2 separate regions of the Sus scrofa genome follow, and region 2 is linked to region 1. The links are chromatin contacts, called in public HiChIP or PLAC-seq maps. All regions are on one chromosome and are shown on one strand. The core of a region is the stretch at or near the end of the contact, and the rest is flanking DNA. Distances in the headings are between cores, read along the strand shown. Region 1 overlaps TRIT1 (tRNA dimethylallyltransferase, mitochondrial). Region 2 has its middle 10 kb from the start of CAP1.

Region 1 (5,991 bases), core at 2,843-5,342:
AAGGTCTAGTCAAGATTGTTATTTTGTCAATTATCTCTCAAGCAAACTGAGGGAAAAAAGGTTTTTACCAACAGAGGCAAATGGACCAATAGCTTTCCAAGTGCTGGAATCAATTACCAAAGCCATTTACATAGCACTGCCGTGGACTGGAGACTGTGGGTACCTGGCTCTGCCTGTCTAGGGATTGTTTGAGGCCAGAGGGTATAGCCTTACTCCAGGTTGAACCAAATGCCCAAGGCTGATCCTTTCCCGCTCTCAAATGACATGTGGTATGAGATTTGGCAGTTGAGTGAGGTTTGCTAAAGGTGCCTAGGACATCACAGACTGGTGGAGGAGAAGCCACTGAAGCCAAGCCAAGAAGCCCACCTGTCCAGATCACATTTTACCATGTACACCTTGGTCCCAAGACTCCTGCCCCATCATCATGTGGTGCCATGCTGCACCTCGACACCCCCTCCCCCCAACATACACACACACTCCCACATACCAAGGGAGGGCAGGGCTGTGGATTACCTCAGTTCAGAGTAAGTGTCCTTTCTTTGTAGCCCTTATCACAGCTGTAATTCTGTAATTGTCTGATCAGTGTGCACTTTTTTGATCTTTGAATTCCCATAGTCTAGCACAGCACCTAGCACATAAGAAGTTCTCAAATATCTGCTGGCTGGCTGAAAGGGCTGGCCATAGCTTGACAATTCCTCAGAGGCTGGTTTTGGCCTAACCCCAGCATCTGAATGAAGTTCAGTGTGCAAAAGTGAGAGTACCCTGCTTATAGCCTGGGGTCGACAGGGGGACTGTCTAGAGAGTGGTAAAGAACAGAAACAGGAGACCTGCCAGAGGCAGCAGAAACCCATGCACACTCAGGCATTGCCAACAGGTAAAGTAACAAATGAAGACAATATGTGGTATTTGTTATCTTTTGAGTAAGGGGAAGAAATGCGTTCATTATTTATTTTAAAAGGCTCTTCTGCCCACTGTGGCTCGGCAGAAATGAACTCAACTAGTATCCATGAGGATGCAGGTTCGATCCCTGTTCTCGCTCAGTGAGTTAAAGGATCCAACATTGCTGTGGCTGTGGTGTAGGCTGGCAGCTGCAGCTCCAATCCAACCCCTGTCTGGGGACTTCCATATACTGTGGGTGTGGCCCTAAAAAAAAGAAAAGAAAAAGAAACGCTCCTTCCATGATCCCTCTCACTTCCCTCCAAAGTGAAATTCTACACAGCTCTTATGGCCTTTGATATTCTCTTAGCTAAATCTGTTGTTTGTGCATATATACAATATTTACAAGCTCCCTGAAAGCAAGAACCATATTTCATTTTATCTTTGTATTCCCTTTAGCCTACTTAGGGGCCTCTCATGTAGTAGATTCTGCACAAATAAAACACTGCTTGAGTGGGATATTATTGCTTAATGGGTTCAGAGTTTCTGTTGCGGATGATGAAAAAGTTTTGGTTGCACAACATAAATGCTGCTGAGTTGCAAACTTAAAAATGCTTAATTTTATGTTGTACTCATATATGTGTACTCACATTGCTGGTACCTCAGGTCACTCCAGTAAGAGGGCTTCAACTGGAAATAATAAATCTCCAGTAAAAGACCCTCTGATGTCTTCCAGGAATGTAGGAAGTGCTCATTAAACATGTGCTAAATAAATAAATAGACAGCATATAAAAAATGTCAACTTTTGAGTTCCCTTGTGGTGCAGCAGGTTAAGGATCCGGCACTGGCACTGCTGCGGCATGGGTTTGATCCCTGGCTCAGGAACTTCCGCATGCCGTGTGCACAGCCAAAAAAAAAAAATGAAAGAATGTCAACTTTGAGAAAAAAAATCTCAGGTTTAAAACAAAGCACATTGTTAGATATGAATATAAACATCTTTTTAAGGCCTAGAGAGGCTCTTGCAAACTTTTCCTTTATTTAACTTTCAATAAAAATAAAAATTCCTAACTCAATAGAGAGTAGTGATTACCACATAGGAGGAGCTCAACAAATGTCAAAGTCCTCAGTTTTCAAGTTCCATGTCACAACCACTTCAGTCTGATTCTCTCCTTCTCGAAGGAATTCCAAAAACTGGTTTGGTTCACTTAATTATCTCACGGGGGCTGATCCTTTCCTGCCATTCACTCAAATCCACAACTCCTGAATTGTGGCTCATAATAACTCAGTCATCTATTAAAGTGTCTGGAAATTAGATATTTCTAGCCAGAGTCAGGGACATAAAACTTCTTTTTTTTAAGGGATGCAGTGAATCCTGGTATTCATCACCAAAAAGATCAAGTGTAAAAAAGTGCAATCTGTGCCTCTTTTAAAAATAGAACCTTTAAGGTTAGAAGAAAAAAACAAACAAAAAAAATCCCTTCCCGAATTCATCATTACCAGACCAGACACATCAGCCACACAAGGAGCTAACAAGACCTGCTGTTTCCATGACAGAGAACATGAGACTTTAAAACCACACCACTGATAGAGTTCCTGTTGTGGCACAGTGGTTAAAGAATCCAACTAGGAACCATGAGGTTGCGGGTTCGGTCCCTGGCCTCGCTCAGTGGGTTAAGGATCCGGTGTTGCTGTGAGCTGCGGTGTAGGTTGCAGACGCGGCTCAGATCCCACGTTGCTGTGGCTCTGGCGTAGGCCGGTGGCTACAGCTCCGATTAGACCCCTAGCCTGGGAACCTCCATATGCAGTGGGAGCTGCCCTAGAAAAGGCAAAAAGACAAAAAACAAAACAACAAACAAAAAAAAAACACACCACTGAATGAGAGAACTGGACCCCTACCACCTTTCCAAAAGCCACTGGACAAGTCCCTTAAATGCAGGATTTCAGCTCTTCATCGTTCTGATCATTCTGCCTTAGGGGTCCCTTTTCTTTATGCTCTTTATCATGGCCTGGGGAAATACTCTGACTTTCTATAGTGGCGATGGCATCTGTGTCCAGCCTTCTTCTTTTCTTCAGATGGTACAAGTGGGACTTGGATTTCATATGCGCTAAGACAAAACCAAAAGAAAAAGAAAAAAATTTAGAATTTTCTACAATTTTGGAAGCATGCGAAATTAACTACAGAATCCTTTAACAATAATAGGATCAACACAATAATTTGTACAGCCATAGCTGCTTAGCATTTTTAAGAGAAGAATAAATCATATGGACAGCTGGCTAGCAAACTAGAGTGAGCTGCCACGTATCCTGTACACCTGCTAAGCACTCTATATCACTAATTCACACTACAATCTTGCAGGACAGTATTATTCGGCTCATTTTATATAGGAAGAGACTGAAGTCCAAGGTCACACAGCAGGTAGGCTCTTTAGGTTACCTATAGCTTAAAAAGAGACCGAATTTTCAAAAAATAGGGCTTTAGACTAATTTTCCCATATGGGGCTGCCTATTACAGACACATTTCTACTCACATGGCTCAACCAAGTTACAAATTCAAATTCTTGTCTGTACTGCAGGACAGATGCTTAGGCCTACAGTAGCCAGAGCATCCCTTCCCATCTCTTACCAGCTCACTCAGGTTGCCCCTCCAGGTCTGACATCCTCGGGCCTGGGTCACATAAGCCCTGTGCATGACTAACCCAGACTCGTTCTCCAGCACACAATGCATCAGAGAGATGACGACAAATACACTGTCTGCTCTGATGATCCCTTTCAAGAGTCCACAGAAGCAGTAAAGCTGAAAAGCTACTATTGGCTGATATCAATTTTTGACCTCTCACCCCCAAAACAGTTCCCAGCTTCTGGCTAACTCACAGAAGCTCCTTTTTGCTATCCTGCTCCTTTTCAAGGAAATCTTATTTGGAAACACCTAAAGAGAAAGACAATGAGATTAAATTCTCTTGTATACATAGTTAAAACATCATTCGTAGGGATTCAGAAGCAAAAGTAGGTAAGGAAGAGGTAAGAAGTCAAAGAAAAGTTTACTTGAGGGAAGAAGTCAGCTTTGTTCTCTAGCTAGAGCCTAAGGCAAAAAATGGCCTTCTGGACTGGCTCTCCATGGCAGCAGGAGATGGGAGCAAGGACTTGACAGATGGCACTATAGAAGGGCTTACACAAGCTCAGCTCACAAAGGCTCACAAATGTTGCTTCTCTGAGGCTGTCCCTGAAGGACATTCGACAAATCAAACCACTAAGTTTCCTTTAGAAAAAACAATCAGACACTCTCTTTCTCTTCCCCTTTCATCATTATAAACCAACCATAATCGAGGCTTCTTTTGCTTCTTGGGCAATCACAGCCCTCCCCCAGCTGACAATGTGGTTCATTCTGCCAGAGTTAACAGTTAATAGAACTAATCCTTCTATTGGTTGGTAGAGGGAGAAAAATCTACTTCTGTGAGAATATCATGCAAACCAGTCCTCTGAACAGGAGGATTCCAGCCACTGAGTAAAATACAAGTCCTACTTGTGCCCAAAGGAGTGAGCCTTAAACAAGTTTCTAAACACCACGTAAATTCAAGGCTTGGAGGCCAAGGCCCTTTTGGACTTTGGCTGGATGACTGTAGAAATCTGACAGGGGAGTGCAGTGTGATTCTGTGGCAAAGACAGATCCAGACTCTGAAATGGGGAACTAGGACCTTGGCACAGGGCCGATCCTGGGCTGGTCAGGAGCGCCTTATGAAGAAGAGAGACTGCCTTCTTTATGCATGTCTGACCGTCTTGCTCTGAATGTTTTCTTCATCACGGGTTTAGCCACCAACACCATTTCAATGTATTACTTTAAAATTACTGAAGAGACACCACCTTTGAAGAATGTACTCAGGAGGAATAACTGCACTTCCCGTTCCCTCCCAGCTGTTTCTGCTTCTTTGGTCTCTCGGGTGAGTTGCCTGGCTTCCCTTACAATCCAACTTCACCTCCATCAAGGTCTAAACAGGAGAGGCCAAGAAACTCCTCCCCTACAGCAGGATTGTGAAAGTCAAAGGAGCTCTGGAAGGGTAACAGCAGACCTTTCACTATAAATTATCGACTCCAGCCGAAGCTGGAGGGCATATGATCTTCTTTGGAAATTCAGAATAGAGAGATAACTCTCCCTTTTGAGAAGGCCTCCATGAAATTTGAACATAGGCTCTTAGAGGAATCTGGCCATCTTTTTATAGACAAACAAGGAGACTCCAGCATTCAATCCAGCAAAGACCTTAAATTTCATGAAGTCAGTGTGACCCGCCCTTACAGATTTTTCTGTGCCCCACCCCAGACTCTACCTGCCCATTCACGGTCCCCAATGATGATTCGGTCACAGAGGTCACACATGTGATAACTCCTCTTGTTCTCAGTTTCACTGCTTGGCATATTTACTGGAGTGGCTGCAGGCTTGTGGCCCTGAAAAAACAAGGCAGGGATGGGGGAGAAGCATTTGATTCAAAGAGATCTGGATATCATTCTCTGATATTAAGAGGAGTGAGATTTTCCCAAGATTCCTTTTTCTCATCCCAGAGAGCAGGTGGGCTGTGAACAGATTTTAACAACAACCTTTCTGAATGTGAAAGTAGAAACGCAGCCTCCAGGGATCTAAAAGCAGCCAGCCCTTCTGCTGTATTCCATGGAAAAGAAGGCTTGGTTCCCCGACAGAGCAACAAAGGTGTCAGCTTAGGAAAGCGCTCTGAAAACCAGACAGTAGACAGTACCATAATTAATAATCACCTGGATGAAACTTTGCACGATTTCAAGAGCAGGTTCAAGAACAGACTCCTCCCACTTCGAGACATCAGATACTTCTAAGCCATATACCGGGGGGACACTGGGACCAGGTCCTAATGATGACAAAGAAAAGTTGTGAGGAGTTCCCGTCGTGGCGCAGTGGTTAACGAATCCGACTAGGAACCATGAGGTTGCGGGTTGGGTCCCTGCCCTTGCTCAGTGGGTTAAGGGTCCGGCGTTGCCGTGAGCTGTGGTGTAGGTTGCAGATGCGGCTCGGATCCCGCGTTGCTGTGGCTCTGGCGTAGGCCGGTGGCTACAGCTCCGATTCGACCCCTAGCCTGGGAACCTCCATATGCTGCC
Region 2 (6,121 bases), core at 781-3,280, 160 kb after region 1:
AGGTTAGGGGTTGAATTGGAGCTACAGCTGTTGGGCTATCCCAAGAGCCACAGCAACACAGGATCCAAGCCACATGGGACCTACACCGCAGCTCACCACAACACCGGACCCTTAACTCACTGAGTGAGACCAGGGATCAAACCTGAGTCCTCAGGGATACTAGTCCGGTTCATTACCGCTGAGCCATGGGCGGGGCCGGGGTGGGGGGAGATCTCCTTTTCCTTTGACTTTTTTGAACCATGTATTTTTCTGCTTTACTGCTACTCTTCTGGTTGCCCCTTCTGAGTCTCCTTTTCTGGCTTCTCTTCTAATTCACTATCAATGTAGATCCTCAGTAGCTCTGAATGACCCTTTTCTTGTCTCACTGTGTACTCCATCAATTCTAGGATTCCTAAACCAATAGCTCCTGGCCAGGCTTGTCTTTCTGAGCTCCAGTTCCGTATATCTACTTGCAAATTTGGGAAAGCCTGCAGATACCACAAACAGAACATGTCCAAACAGAAGTCATCACTTTCCCCAACAAAGTTACTCTTCCTCCAGTGTTTCCAGTCTCTATAAGGAAATACCGTCTACCCAACTGCTCAAGCCACAAAACCAATAGTCTTGACTACTCACCCTCTCTTACACATACCTCCAGACACATCAATCGCTACCTGCCATGATTTCTACCTCTTAGATCCTCACTCTTAAATCTGTCCATTTCTTTTCATCTACTGCAGCCACTGTAGTCCAAGCCCTCATTATCTCTTGCCTGGATTTTTTTTTTTTTTCCGTCTTTTTGCCATTTCTTGGGCCACTCTCACAGCATATGGAGGTTCCCAGGCTAGGGATTGAATCGGAGCGGTAGCCACTGGCCACAGCCACAGCAATGCGGGACCCAAGCCGCATCTGCAACCTACACCACAGGTCACAGCAACGCCAGATCCTTAACCCACTGAGCAAGGCCAGGGATTGAACCCACAACCTCATGGTTCCTAGTCGGATTCGTTAACCACTGCGCCACGACAGGAACTCTTTGCCTGGACTTTTGCATCAGCCCCCACCTCTATCTGCTGCCCCTCTTCTATCCACTTTGGTCCTCCATGCTATGTTCTTGCTCAAACACAAATAAGACTGTACTTCCTCAATTTAAAGTTTTCCAGGGGGTTCCCGTGGTGGCTCAGCAGAAACGAATCTGACTAGGAACCACAAGGTTGCGAGTTCGATTCCTGGCCTTGCTCAGTGGGTTAAGGATCCAGCATTGCCAGTGAGCTGTGGTGTAGGTCGCAGTCGCTGCTCGGATATGGCATTGCTGTGGCTGTGGTGTAGGCCGCAGCTACAGCTCCAGTTTGGCCCCTAGCCTGGGAACCTCCATATGCCAAGGGTGAGGCCCTAAAAAGATGAAAGTCAAAATAATAATAATAATAACAATAAAGTTTTCTGAGAGTTCCCACTGTGGCTCAGGAGAAATGAATCCGACTAGTATCCATGAGAATGAGGGTTCAATCCCTGACCTCACCCAGTGGGTCGGGGATCCAGCATTGCCATGAGCTGTGGTGTAGGTCGCAGATGTGGCCTAGATCTCATGTAGCTGTGGCTGTGGTGTAGGCCAGCAGCTGTAACTCAATTTGAACCCTAGCCTGGGAACCTCCATATGTGGCCCTAAAAAAGCAAATAAAATAAAATAAAATTTAAAAGTTTTCCAATGATTTCCATACCCTTGAAGTATATTGCACAATCCTTAATATAGCTCATAAGACTTTGCCTGATCTGGACCGTGCTTATCTTTCACCTCGATCTCCTATCACTTCCCTTTCTTTTCTGTGGCCAGTCAACTGATCTGCTCTCAATCCCTTGAACCTACCAAGATTCTCTCACATTTGAGCCTTCACCCTTTCTACTCAAACAACTCTTCTCCATTCTATTCGTCTGGCTCTCACTCATCCTTCAAATCTCAGATTAAATAACCCTTCCTTGGGGCAGCCTGCCCTAACTCCACTGATTAAGTCAGCTCTCTCAGTTGTGTGTTTTCTTAACCTTCTGAACTTCTCCTTGGCAGCATTTGCCTGTGGTTGTTGCAGTCATTTAGGAGAGTATCTGTTTCATGTCTGTTTTCCCTACCAGCTCCATTATGATAGATTTTATTTACCGTTGCAGTTGAACCTGTACTTAGATGCTCACTAAGTATTTCTGGACTGGCTGACAATCAGGGAAGCCCAAGTTAGCACAGGCTAGAATTGCCTGGAGCTGTAACCCCCTCTCCCACCTCTGCCTTTGTTCCCTAAAGGGAAGTTATAAGGGCCAGGGGAAACGGAAGTACTCAATGATGTCGTGTACTGCCTAGTACAATATGAAAGAATATTCATCACGATTTTACTTATTAGAGTGAAAAATCAGAAAAAGCCAAGAGCCCCTAAATGTCCAACAATGTGGGGATGGCTTCATACACCATGCTAGTGGTTTAAAAATCATCATCTAATATATCTAATCCTTATTCTTCAAATAGAACCTGGCATAGGACCCCACTCTGTGAAATGCATTTAAATGGGGCTATTCTGGTTGAATGCAGGATGGGGCAGAAATTAATCTCCCCAGCTCTCCCTTTCCCTTTCCCTACCCCATTTTCCTATCCTCCTCCCCATGTCCTGAAGGCTTTCCAGTTCCTGGCCCGATTCTCTCTTTTAAAGCTGGAACATCATTTCTGTTTAGATTTCCATGTAACACTCCCAAATGCTTTGTTGTATTGTTGTCATTATGGCTCAAGTTGGTTTTCTGTTACTTGTAATTTTTTTTTGGTTTCTTTGTCTTTTTAGGGCCACACCCAAGGCATATGGAGGTTCCCAGGCTAGGGGTCAGATCAGAGCTGTAGCCACTAACCTATGCCACAGCCACAGCAATGTCAGATCCCAGCCTCGTCTGTGACCTACACCACAGCTCACGTCAACACCGGATCCTTAACCCACTGAGTGAGGCCAGGGATCGAACGTCATCCTCATGGAGGCTAGTCAGATTCGTTTCCACTGAGCCACGACGGGAACTCCTTGTAATTTTTAAAAACCAAAAACCCTTAAATAACAATACCGAAGCTTGTGATTCACCTGTGTATTAGAGAGAGAACCAGAGTCAAAAAACTGGTTTCAGGAGTTCCTGTCGTGGCGCAGTGGTTAACGAATCCGACTAGGAACCATGAGGTTGTGGGTTCGATCCCTGGCCTTGCTCAGTGGGTTAAGGATCCGGCGTTGCCGTGAGCTGTGGTGTAGGTCGAAGACGCGGCTCAGATCCTGCGTTGCTGTGGCTCTGGTGTAGGCCGGTGGCTACAGCTCCGATTAGACCCCTAGCCTGGGAATCTCCATATGCCGCGGGTGCGGCCCTATAAAGCAAAAAAAAAAAAGGAAAAAAAAACTGGTTTCAATTCTAAGTCCTAACTTCAGGTTAGTTAACTATATTCAACTCAGTTTTCTCATCTGCAAACAGGACTATACTTTTGTGAGTACTGAAAAAAAATAGTAATAGGATAGATATTTAGTAGGCTTTCAATGTGAAATAAATAAGATTAAAGTCTTTTTTTTTTAAGATTAAAGTCTTATTAGAAATCTTGTCTACCCCTTCCTACTTGAAGGAGTGGATGGATTACTGTACTCAGTGAAGCCAGTGTTAGCAAGGCTGCCATCTTGTGGTGATTTACTGACACACTGTCCAGTGTCAGCACATTTGAAGCAAGACTGCCAAGAATCTAGAGCTTACATAAAAGCATGGCAGGGGGTTCCCATTGTGGCTCAGCATGTTCAGAACCCAACTAATATCCATAAGGATCCAGGCCCAATCCCTGCCCTCACTCAGTGGGTTAAGGATCTGGTGTTGCTGAGAGCTGTGGTATAGGTCGAAGATGTGGCTCAGATCTAGGGTTGTTGTGGCTGTGGCATAGGCTGGCAGCTACAGCTCCAATTGGACCCCTAGCCTGGGAGCTTCCATATACTGCAGGTGTGGCCCTAAAGAAAAAAAAAAAAATACTTCAAAAACTATTATTATTTTTTAGTGACCACACCTGCAGCATATGGAAGTTTCTGGGCCAGGGATTGAATCTAAGCCGCATCTGCAACCTACGCCACAGCTGCAGCAATGCTGGCTCCTTTAACCCCCTGCTGGGGATCAAACTTGTGCCTCTGCAGTGACCGAAGCTGCTGCATATTCTCAACCCATTGCACACAGCAGGAACACGAAGACTTCAAAATTATTAACCAAAGCCAACTGACACCATAATTCTTATAATATCATTGGCCTGGGCCATTCAAATGCCACCTCTGCCTCTTAAATCAATGCTTCACCTTCCTTTTACATCTTATTATGATACACCACTGGTAAGGATTTTAGTAATTACGAGGCTACCTCGGGTCAAGGGTTATCACCACTTGCACCTACCACCAGGAATGGGTAGTCATTGGGGTCTGATCCTGAGACTCTGCTTTTTAGGGTCACTTCTATTACCAAATCTGTTAGACCTAATCTTCACCCCCACCCTTAAAGCAGAGTCCGAGAACAGGGCTCGCAAACAGGTAGTTCATTCTTAGAAGTGATCCCAAGGGACAGGCGTCAGAGACTGACAGGGAAGGGTAGAACAGGCAGACCAGAAAGCTGATCCATGGATGAGTGATCCAGAAGATCACTGCTCTGGGCACGTAGGGCTTGATTTCCTCAGAGATACTCTGCGGCAGTGTAGGATGTGACTCTCAACTGTCCAACCAAGGGAAGGAAGGTGTGTATTTATTCACCAGCTCCTGTCCTTCACTGATCAAGGGTTTCCTGACAGCTGGTTAACTCCCTTGCACCCTCTCAAGTTGGCATTTTCGGGCTGACCCACAAGTCAAAATGATTGTGGAATTTCTCACAGGCATCCCCTGAGGTGAGTTTCATGAGAGAAGCCCTGAGGCAGAAACTGAGATACTGGGTGAGAGCAGAAACCTTTGACTGTCAGGTCACACCAACACACACCTGGTTGCCATAGCAATAGCTAGAGTAGAAGGTACACCCCGAGGTACAAAAAGTGCCCAGTATATGGCCATAAGTAAGAGTAATATCTTACCAGATTGAAGTGCTTAGCCTATGCAGGACGTGCTACTAATTCTGAATAAGTAGACATGTGGTAGCATTTCACTCACAGCCAAAATAGATGGATTCCAGGAGAAAAGAGTAGATGTGGAGTGATCATTTTATTATGCCTAAATGATTGATTTTATTTTATTTTATTTTACTGTCTGTTTAGGGCTGTACCTGTGGCATGGAGATTCCCAGGCTAGGGATTGAATTGGAGCTGTAGCCACTAGCCCACACCACAGCCACAGCAACGCCAGATCCGAGGCTCATCTGCAAACTACACTACAGCTCACAGAAACGCTGGATCCTTAACCCACTGAGTGAGGCCAGGGATCAAACCTGTATCTTCATAAATACTAGTCAGATTCATTTACACTGGGCCACAATGGGAACTCCCTGATTACTATTAAATGTTTATCTTCATGTGTCTGTGAGTCTGACTATGGCTGTTCACAAGTTTTATTACCCAAGGGAGGAATGCCTCTGCCAGAGGACATGAAAACAGTCTCATTGGATTGAAAACTAAGGCTGCCATTTGCCAATTTGGGGCAAATTTATCATGCCAGTAGGTGAACAGACAAAAAAAAGTTAGGAGTTCCCATTGTAGCTCAGTAGAAATGAATCCGACTAGTATCTATGAGGATGCGGGTTCAAACCCTGGCCTCGCTCAGTGGGTTGCTGTGAGCTTGTGCTGTAAGTCGCAGACGTGGCTCGGATCCTGCGTTGCTGTGGCTGTGGCTGTGGTGTAGGCCAGCAGGTGTAGTTCCAATTCTACCCCTAGCCTGGGAACTTCCATATGCTGTGGGTAAGGCCCTAAAAAGACAGAAACGAACAAAACAAAAAACAACAACAACAAAAAACAAAAAAAGATCAATTCAGTCTGCTAGAGCCAGCTCATATAGGCTTACAGGCGTTGGTGGTGTACATTAGGTTACTATTGTTGCTATAACATATTACCACAGATTTACTGGATTTAAACAAAACAAATTTATTATCTTACATATCTGGAGATTAGAAATCTGAAATGAATCTTGCAGGTCTGAAACCAAGG

What was found. HiChIP or PLAC-seq counts read pairs in DNA pulled down with a chosen protein or histone mark.
Region 2: a contact with region 1 is called in an H3K27ac HiChIP or PLAC-seq map of alveolar macrophages. The contact joins two enhancer-like sites. A contact is called at or near these places in 1 of 47 Hi-C or Micro-C datasets (embryonic fibroblasts) and 1 of 2 datasets of contacts at active chromatin or transcription factors (alveolar macrophages).

What each region holds. Positions count from the first base shown.
Region 1 is chr6:95,635,434-95,641,424 of Sscrofa11.1, forward strand. It overlaps TRIT1 (tRNA dimethylallyltransferase, mitochondrial), which reads right to left. Exons shown (of 9, transcript XM_021095994.1): 7 at 5,635-5,744; 8 at 5,196-5,313; 9 at 1-2,981. The coding sequence ends at 2,803. Among named protein-coding and RNA genes, the nearest start is that of BMP8B, 39 kb to the left of the region's middle. Within about 2 kb of position 4,093, at least 16 of the 83 cell types and tissues checked have an H3K27ac peak or open chromatin away from gene starts, as enhancers often do. A contact at or near this core is called in alveolar macrophages, where this site is marked.
Region 2 is chr6:95,798,426-95,804,546 of Sscrofa11.1, forward strand. No RefSeq gene overlaps it. Among named protein-coding and RNA genes, the nearest start is that of CAP1, 10 kb to the right of the region's middle. Within about 2 kb of position 2,031, at least 13 of the 83 cell types and tissues checked have an H3K27ac peak or open chromatin away from gene starts, as enhancers often do. A contact at or near this core is called in alveolar macrophages, where this site is marked.